Linked DNA regions of Triticum aestivum: region 1 is linked to region 2. Evidence: chromatin contacts called from public Hi-C data. All regions are on one chromosome and are shown on one strand. The core of a region is the stretch at or near the end of the contact, and the rest is flanking DNA. Distances in the headings are between cores, read along the strand shown.

What was found. A called contact is a pair of places that touch in the nucleus more often than the background predicts.
Region 1: a contact with region 2 is called in a Hi-C map of leaf, with 1.9 times the contacts expected there. The contact joins the promoter of LOC123087486 here to the promoter of LOC123082563 in region 2. A contact is called at or near these places in 2 of 5 Hi-C or Micro-C datasets (both in leaf).

What each region holds. Positions count from the first base shown.
Region 1 is chr4A:606,322,421-606,327,478 of IWGSC CS RefSeq v2.1, reverse strand. LOC123087486 (probable carbohydrate esterase At4g34215) reads left to right here and starts at 3,666. Exons shown (of 2, transcript XM_044509502.1): 1 at 3,666-4,389; 2 at 4,470-4,845. The coding sequence starts at 3,769. The coding sequence ends at 4,664. It overlaps LOC123087487 (probable carbohydrate esterase At4g34215), which reads right to left and starts at 184. Exons shown (of 3, transcript XM_044509503.1): 1 at 1-184. The coding sequence starts at 115.
Region 2 is chr4A:606,173,497-606,178,461 of IWGSC CS RefSeq v2.1, reverse strand. It overlaps LOC123082563 (receptor-like protein EIX1), which reads left to right and starts at 2,449. Exons shown (of 1, transcript XM_044504872.1): 1 at 2,449-4,965. The coding sequence starts at 2,454.

The DNA.
Region 1 (5,058 bases), core at 2,417-4,916, 150 kb before region 2:
TGGACTGGCCGGCGAGGATGAAGATGAGCTTGTTGGACGGGGGCACGTCGGCGGCCGCGTGGTGGTGCCGCAGCGCGGCGGCGGAGGCGGCGAGGAGGCAGAGGAAAGGGAGCATCTTGGTCGCGGACTGCGGTCGGTCGGGGGCAACGTTCCTTCGGGCGGAGTGGGGAAGCGGACGGAGGGGTTTGAATAAGCGGTGCGGTCGGTGTCGCTGGTTGGTGGACCCGCTTTCGGACCGGAGTCAACCGGAGTGGGATACTGCTGCTATTTAATTCAGGCGTGCTGATCGATGCAGCTCCGGGCTCCGATCAAGATCCAAGCACATGGACATTGTTCCCTCTTGAAAACAACTTTTTAAAAAAGACATTTACCTCAAATTTTATGAACTTTGTGAGTGCAGCGTTTCAGTGCCCAGACTTATCTGCATCTAGTTAAAAAAACATAAAAAATTCAAAATAAATTAAAAATCCAAAATAATTTTGCATGGTAGAAGATTTATTGCATGAGATTCGTTCCAATTTTCAGGTCATTTGAACATCTGAGTAGCACCCACCACAAAAGACAAATCGGATTAAAACAGTGCATGAACATTAAACTTTTTTATAGACCCTGAATTTGTCTTTTTTACCGAGAGCTGCTCAGATGTCCAACTGATCTGCAAAATTTACTTAAATTAACAAATAATTAATATACATTTTGGCAACGATACATTATCGTTGAACTTATTATCAAAAGGTAACTTATCAAAACAAATGGAGAAAACAGTATGGTTAAAAAATTCCTAATTTTTAGTCATGAGGATGAATATAAAAAAATGAATACTATTTTTTAGTCATGAGGATGATATAAGAAAATGAATACTCGAACATGCATTATGATAACATTGAATATAACTTATGGTGAACATGCATTATGGTAAACTTGGAATGCAAATTACAAGTTGGAAAGATGAAATTAGGTAAAATAGAAGTTATGGTGATCATATTGTTCCGAAGAAATGAGTCGGCTTCAATCAGCTATGTGTGGAAGTTAAAACTAGCACCAATTTGTTTCCGGGTTTTCTTGAGAAGCATTTACTCTCTCTTCATCTCTTTCTGCTTTTCTTAAACTTGAATCTTTGTGAACTTTTGTATGGAATATTTTTGCCATCCTAGTCCAAGCCTCACTCAACCAACCATTTTGACCTACAGGATAAGAATTGTTGTACTCATGGAGTAACTCTACCAAACCTTTTTCAAGAGCTAGATTCCATTAAGCTCTTTGCGTTTAACTGCACAAGCCAAACCTTTTCCACGAGTTGGATTCCATTGAACACTTTGCTCGGGATTCCATTAAGCTACTGTTCACACTTACGCTGCTCCGCATGCCCCAAGGACGCCATGGTGGGCCTCATGCCTATGTAGGGTTTTTGTTTGTGAGAGATTTTTCAATTGATATTTTTTTTTCCAATTGATATAACTGGGCAATTCTGCAGTGAAATAGGCTGGAATGCTTCCAATGTTCGTGCAGTATCTCTATTAGACACAACAACGATTAGTGTGTGCTCTAGGGAGGCGGCCCGTAATAGGCATAATGGTACAGGGCGCACCCCCGCTCCCTCGATGTTGGGCTTGTCCATTTACGTTTCTTCGTTTCTGTTAAACTTCATAAAAAGGGTGCTCGCGACGGATTCAAACACGAGACCTCTTTGTTTAGAGTATACCGCGGTAACTACTGTAGGACATCTCGACCGTTTGTGCCCGCTAACTTATTTTTTCCTTTTATTCTCTTCAGTTCGGGAAGCCCCCGGTTTTGGGAAGCTTCCAAAACCGGTTTTTCTCAGTTCAATGGTCAGTTTCTTTTTTGTTGTTCTTGTTCTTTTTTGTTTTTCTTAAATGCGTGAACTTTTCTCAGATTTGTGATTTTTTTTCAAATTTGTGAACTTTTTTGCAGTTTGTTATATTTTAAAAAAAATGAACATTTTTTAAATCCAGGATTAACTTTGATTTTTTTGAGGATTTTCTTTGAAAATTATGTTTTTTGAAGTCAACAGTTGACCGAGGAACCAAATGTGGCCAGGAGAGAGGCTGCATCGCTAGTAGGTAATGGGCCGGCCTATTGCTATACGCTAGTGGGCGCCAGAACTCCTGGCTAGGGCATAAGGCGCCGACTAGGAGCTCCGCGTCTATTGAACGTGGAGTAGGTGCTCAAAAGAAGATCTAGTGAGGCAGTGGGTTTGGGCAAAGTTTGGGGAGCAAATTTGATTTTCAAGGTGAAATAAATAAATGAAAGTACTCGATTTTTGTTTAGATTGCCCAATCACCAATGCCTCGCTGTTAGAGCAACTCCAATGGGGCGATCCATTTCGTCCGCGGCCGTTTGTTTGGGTCGACGCGGACAAAAAAACCGGGCAAATGCGCCGAACAAATGGACGCGCGTCCGTTTTCGTCCGCCTGCCGACCCATTCCCGACCTATTTTTGAGTCTGATTTGCATCGACGCGGACAAAAGACGGACGCGCGCGCTCGCCCTCTTTCTTCACCGGGTCCGCTGATCGGTGGCATATTGGATTCACACCTTCGCCCGCCTACTACGTCGCCGACCATTTTTTCAGATAAAAATGGATACATAGATAATTCTAGCGTACATAGATAAAAAGAAAAGACCACTACTCGTCGATTTCTGACTCTGACTCGGTAATGTCCTCCTCCGATGTCTGAATGTAGGCGTCAGCATACGCCTCGTCTTCAAAGTCCCAACCCGCCGTTTTTCGTAGCTTCAGTTTCAATTGAGTTGCCTGCTTTCGCGAACACTTGTCCTCCCGATAGGCGGCTCGCTCCCTCCTCCTCGCGTCCCTCTCCGATCTCAATTGCTTGTAGACCTGGCGCTCGTCGACGATGTCCTGCGGGAAGCCTCCGTGCCACACCACCAAGGCTTCCACGTCCTTCCCTACGATGGCGAGGCGACGCTGCCGCCTCCGGTGGACACGACGATCCTCGTCGGTGAAAAGCCGCGGGAGAGGCGCCAGATCCTGCGCCCGCTGGCTCGACACGTTGGGAAAATTCATATCCCGACGAGGCCTTAGGAGGTGCCACGCCGCCGCGTCGAGCGCGCGGGCCGCCTCCTCTGCGGTGTCGAAGGTGGCAAGGATGAGACGTTTCTCGCGAAACCAGTTGTCGGCGGAGAAGGCGCCGGAGCGGGCTCGCGGACTCCGCAAAAATCCGAAGCGCCCAGGCGGCGGATCGACATGATGGCACAGAGGCGGCGAGAGTGGGCGGCCGACAGAGTGTGGAGGGAGCACCGGCCGCGGCGCGCGCGCGAACCTTTCCCGCGCATTGGAGCGCCAAAATCAGCGCCCGCTAGGTCGAATTCCTCCCTCCAACACTCACTGCTGCTCCCTCCAACACTCACTGCTTCGCTTCCTCCCTCGAACACTCACTGCTGCTCCAGTACGTACGCGTCTTGTGCACCAACACTGCACCAGAGTAAACATCCAAATTCCGACAGCTCATTTGACGCGCGCGTGACAGGCGCACAACACATGCACCGTCAGACAACAAACCAAAAAGGGGTGCACCTGCACGCCATGCCCACCACCGTCACTCACTCACTCTTTTCACTGTTGTCCTAGTACGTCCACCGCACCGCATCCACATAACTTTTCCTCCAACAAACCCGACGCGCCGTATTTATTACCACCATATCGTACACCAATATCCTCTCCAACGGCGCCATCATCACTGCCACTCCGTCACCAGTGAGTGCGAGCAACTAGCTCCGTCTCCGTGAGATGCAACCAGCTGCGGCGCCGGCAATGCCGTCCATCCTGCTGCTGCTCGCCCTGCTCGCGGCCACGGCCGTGGGCGCCGGAGCTGGGAGGACGCCGACGCTGGTGTTCATCCTGGCGGGCCAGTCCAACATGGGCGGCCGGGGCGGTGCCACCCTCAACAACCGCTGGGACGGCGTGGTGCCGCGGGAGTGCGCCCCCTCGCCGCGCACGCTCCGCCTCTCCCCCGCCCTGCGCTGGGAGGAGGCCCGGGAGCCGCTGCACTCCGGCATCGACGTGGGCAACGTGCTGGGGGTCGGCCCGGGCATGCCGTTCGCGCACGCGCTGCTCCGCGCCCCGGCGTGCCCCAAGGGCGCCGTCGTGGGCCTCGTCCCCTGCGCGCAGGGCGGCACCCCCATCGCCAACTGGTCCCGCGGCTCCCACCTCTACGACCGCATGCTCACCCGCGCCCGCGCCGCCGTCGCCGGGGCCAATGGCAAGGGCAGGATCGCGGCCATGCTCTGGTTCCAGGGCGAGACCGACACCATCCGGCGCGAGGACGCGCTGGCCTACACGGGGCGGATGGAGGCTCTGATCCGGGATGTCCGGCGGGACCTCGGCATTCCAAACCTCCTCGTCATCCAGGTTCGATGCTCCGGCCAGTGCAACTCCATTGATCTGCCAAATGAATGCGCCACCGCTCACTCCATGATGTTTTGGTGCAGGTCGGGATCGCGACGGGGCAGGGCAAGTTCGTGGATCTGGTGCGGAAGGCGCAGCGGGCGGTGCGGGCGCCCAACCTCAGGTACGTGGACGCCATGGGCCTCCCCGTCGCCAACGACTTCACGCACCTCACCACCGCGGCGCAGGTCCGGCTCGGCAAGATGCTCGCCGACGCCTACGTCGCCACGCTCCACTGATCGATGATCCAGTGACCATGATTGCTTACTAGTGCGTGTGCCTGCCTGATTACTACTAATAAGCACCTGGATTATTGTTTAGTTTGATTGATACTAGGCCATACCATCATTGGAGAGTTTGCTGATGATTAGTGTGATGGATGACAGATTAAGTGGCTAATGAATGATTCTGCTTAATTTATACTAGTCTGTAGCAGCAGCAGTATACCATGTACTCCGTATGTCAGGCTCCCAAAGGTTGCCACTGAATACTACTCCCTCCGTTCCAAAATAGATGATCCAACTTTGTACTAACCTTAGTACAAAGTTGGGTCATCTATTTTGGAACGGAGGGAGTAGATTATTGCTGCCATTAGTAGGTACTCTCTCCCTTTCAAAATATAGTGCGACCGCG
Region 2 (4,965 bases), core at 1,200-3,699:
AGTCATCGCACCCAGGTCGTCGTTTGCTGTGCTCCTCATTCAGTCAGCAGTCTGAACATGGATGGAATTCCGTCTAGAATGGACGGCAGTTTCCTTTTCACCTGTAGAAATTTCTTGTCGGCTTCAAAGCAGGCCTCACGTCTAGAAATTCTTATTATCTTCCAACCTAAACTTGACCTTTCATTGTACTCGTGAGAAAATTTTCAAAAATAAAAATCCTCATTTGACTTCTTTTCAAAAAAGACAAATTTTTGGCCAAAATAGTGTGAATAGTGACCTATAATAGCAAATAAATTTTGTCTTTTTTGCTGTGAAGTCAACATTGTTTTTTTTCCATGAAAATTTATATACTAGTGCAAAAGTAAGTCAAGTTTATTCTAAAAATAGTTCTTAACTATTTTGACTTTTTGTTTAATTATTAAAAACAAATCCCCATATAGGGTGTATCTACAACCAGGAACCAAAGTGTATTTCCTGCCACATCTCATTCTAAGCTTAAATCCAATTCATCATGTTTATAAATAGGGCTAGGATTTTTGGCAACCAAACAAAAGACGAAAGGATTTTGTTCTTTCAGTCGACACATTATACTGCACGCACATGCAATTTCTTCACTAGAGAAACATTGTACAGGTTTCAGACTTCTTCAGATAAGCAAATTTGCCAGAATGCAAGCGCACCTTGTCTGTTTAGGTTGGATTTGCACGATTGGGATTGTCCACAGCCAGAATTCATTCGGACGATTTCATTCTGAAGTCTGAACTCAAGTGATATTACAGGACTGGGACTGGGATGGCTATGATTTTATTCTGAACCTTGATTTCTACACACAATTCAGATGACTGACAAGGTGTTTTGATCTACTGTACAAAGTAAGAGCATCTCTAATAGCAGCCTTATTTTTGGGCACGAGGTGTTTTTAAGGCATGAGAGTCCAAAAAACATCCTCCAACACCCTTGTTATCACTTCTTCTCTTCGACACCTTGTGGATTGGTGATCACGTGGTCCGCCTATTCATGATGGACGTGATTAATTTCAAGGCAATGGGCTTTGTCATCACACTCTAGCTAGAACGCCGCATTCACGACCCCCTTCTTGCTTCGATTTGTAATTGTGTGGACTTATTATATATACTTCTAGACGTCACCCCTTTCTCATCTACTACATTTTGTGCATGAGCCGTACCCACACTCATGCACCCTGATCCAATTACACCTGTGTCGTCGGTTCTCCTCGTCGGTGATACCTCGTCCCTACGCACACTCATAATTACTTGTAATTATGCTGAGCATCACCACCGTCTCACCTTCATCTGATGCATGTGTCATCCTCGATAAAATGAATTAATGCATACATGATAATCTTGTCATTCAAAAAATCATGAGCCGACACTCATGCAAGTTAATTAAGATCAGTCAGTTTGGTTTTGTTCGAACAAACCAAAATTAAATTAAACCAAGTTCGATTGGTTCAGTTGTGTTGCAACTGACCATATACTTCCACTGCTTAGTTATTAGTGCATGCAGCAGTAAAAGGTAACGGGGTTGCATTAACTTCTTTTAGACGATGCATGCATCAGTTGCTAATTCTTAGAAATCCAAAGGGTGTGCTTAGGTCTCGACTGAGATTTTACTAAGTCTCATTCAAGTGACATAGTATATAAAAGGAAAATTGAAAAAAAAAATTGTACGGATCTCCATGCAAAATCAAAGGAATATGGCATCGACTGAGACATAACGAAGTCTCAGTGGACTGAGACTTAGCAAAACTGAAATCAAAAACAGAAAAGGATGAGGAATAAAATACCTTTTTTTAGGAGAGGAGGATTAAAAGACCCGTGAAGTACATAATTGTTGGGGCTTGTTCGGCCCAATGACCTTTTTTTAATCACGAGCGGAGCAAGTAAGATACTTTTCTCTTATCGACCGACAATCTATCAGAAGCAAGTGGTGGCTCTACTGGTTGCGTCCTCGGGGACAGTGTAATTTTTAGCAACTTAGGCTGATTAGGATGACGACAGACAGGCAGAAGCACTAATCCCTTTATTAATAAGAATAAGGTATAAATATCAACGTGTGGAAGGGAGAAAACGGAAGGAGCACGTTGGTGCACTCACTGCATCCATCAATCAGTACTCCCTACTAGGTCTTTGAAGAAAAAGAGGGGAAATTTGTGAATATGGACAGAATACAGTCTAGAAGGGCCAGCCGTATCGTTTTCACCCGTAGAAATTTCCTCCCCAACTCTAGTCACATTTATGGCAGGTCATCTTCAGAGAGACCTCAATAATACTACAAACTAAGATTTTTCTTTCATTATTTTCACGAGACAACCAAACATATACTATTGGTTAGCATAACTGCTATATAATATATAGTCATTCTCGAAAGGAAAACTGCTATATATAGCATACCATGGTGCATATACCCTACATCAAGAAGAGCACACATCCATGTCAAAAGCACCAATGGGCAAGCTTCTGCTCTCCAATATCCACATAGTGATATTAGTTGCCCTGCTGTTGTTCACTCGAGGCAAGAGCTTTGTAGAGTCATCATCATCATCACTATCTTCCAACCCAAACGATACGGTCGCCAGCTGTATTGCCGGTGAGAGGTCCGCGCTTGTTGGCTTCAAAGCGGGCCTCACAGACCCTACAAACTTCCTCTCATCATGGAAGGGAGATGACTGCTGTAAATGGAAGGGCGTCCACTGCAGCAGCATAAACAGACATGTCGTCAAGCTCGATCTCCCGGGCCCTGGTTGTGAACCCAACTTCATCGCGCCGACGCAGAAGCTAGGAGGCAACATTAGCTCCTCGTTGCTTGGTCTACAACATCTACAATATCTCAACATCAGTTGCAATGTCTTTTATGGGGTGCAAATACCGGAGTTCCTTGGTTCTCTCCACAAGTTGAGATATATCGACCTATCAATGTCAAGCTTCACTGGAAGGATACCACCGCAGCTGGGTAACCTCTCCAACTTACAATACTTAAATCTCGCCGGCACTGATGGCACATACTCTATGGATATCACCTGGTTATCACACTTAACTTCCCTAGAGCACCTGGACCTGAGCGGCACGAACCTCAGTAGAGTTGTTCACTTGCTTCCGGTGGTGAACATGATTCCATCTCTGAAATTTCTTAGTCTTAGTGGTTGCAATCTTAGACCTAGCTATGGTTCACTTCAGCTTTCAAATCTAACTTCTCTTGAAACACTTGACCTTTCCTTCAATAGCTTCCACAGACCTATCACACCCAATTGGTTTTGGGGTTTGACCAGCCTTAAGTTTCTAGATATCAGAGAGAATGGTTTCTATGGCCAATTTCCAGACGAGATAGGTAATATGACCTCCATAGTAAAGATTGATTTATCCTCAAATAACCTTGTGGGCATGATACCATCAAACCTGGAAAACCTATGTAGCTTGAAAGAATTATATGTATCTGGAAATAACATCAATGAGAGCATAACAGAATTCTTCCTACGCTTGCCTGGTTGTTCATGGAATAAGTTGACATACTTGCATGTAGATTCTACCAATTTGACGGGAAGACTACCAATCAAACTAGAACCCTTAAGCAATCTGATCTACCTTGATCTCAGTCTTAACAAGCTCGCTGGTCATGTGCCACTATGGATAGGAGAGCTCACAAAACTAGCTGTATTGGACCTGAGCAACAATAACCTCGATGGTTTCATACATGAAGGTCATTTATCAGGCCTAGAAAGCTTGGAGATATTGTGGTTGTCCAATAATTTCATAGCCCTCACAGTGAATTCAACGTGGGTTCCTCCTTCCAATCTAACATCTATTGCACTTGGGTCATGCCTTCTCGGGCCTAAATTCCCGCCATGGCTTAGATGGTTAACACGTCTAGAAATTCTTATTATCTCAAACACAAGTATATCTGACACTTTGCCAGATTGGTTTTGGATAACGGCTTCCAAGTTGGATACTCTAAATATGAGGAAGAACAAAATTAGAGGCTATTTACCATCTACAATGGAATTTATGACAGCATATACAATTGATCTAGGTTCTAACCAGTTCAATGGCCCGGTACCTAAGCTTCCCATTGGTCTAACCGACTTGGATCTTAGTAGAAATAATTTAGATGGGCCACTACCATTAGACTTTGGAGCACCTGGTCTAGCAAAACTTATTCTATTTGACAACTCCATCTCTGGCACAATACCATCTTCGTTGTGCAAACTGAGATCACTAGTTCTGTTGGATATCTCTGAAAATAAGCTAATTGGACCAATTCCCAACTGCTCTGTTGAAGCATCCAAAAATGACATGATGAGTATTCTTAATCTAAGCTTGAGAAACAACAACCTCTCGGGTGAATTTCCATCATTTCTTCAATACTGCCAACAACTCGTCTTTCTTGATCTTGCACACAACCATTTTGTTGGGACTTTGCCGACATGGATTCAGGAGAAATTGCCATATTTGGCTTTCTTACGAGTGCGGTCGAATATGTTTTTTGGTAACATTCCTGAAGAGCTTACGAAGCTAGCAAATCTTCAGTATTTGGACCTTGCATACAACAATATAACGGGGAGCATACCGAAATCTATTGTTAACTGTCAACGGATGATAGCCACGAGTCATGATCATGATCATGCATTTGTTGGTGCTTTCCAATTCACTATTGGATTGTCAGACGGTATTATTGACACGGTCAGCTATACTGAAAACTTCACAGTAGTCACAAAGGGTCAAGAACGATTATATACAGGAGAAATCATATACATGGTGAATCTTGATTTATCCTGTAATAATCTTATTGGAGATATTCCCGAAGAAATCAGCGCTCTTGTCGCATTGAAGAACCTGAACTTATCATGGAACAACTTTAGTGGAAAAATTCCAGAGAATATTGGCGCCTTGACGCAAGTGGAGTCACTTGACCTATCACACAATGAGATTTCTGGTGGAATCCCTGCAA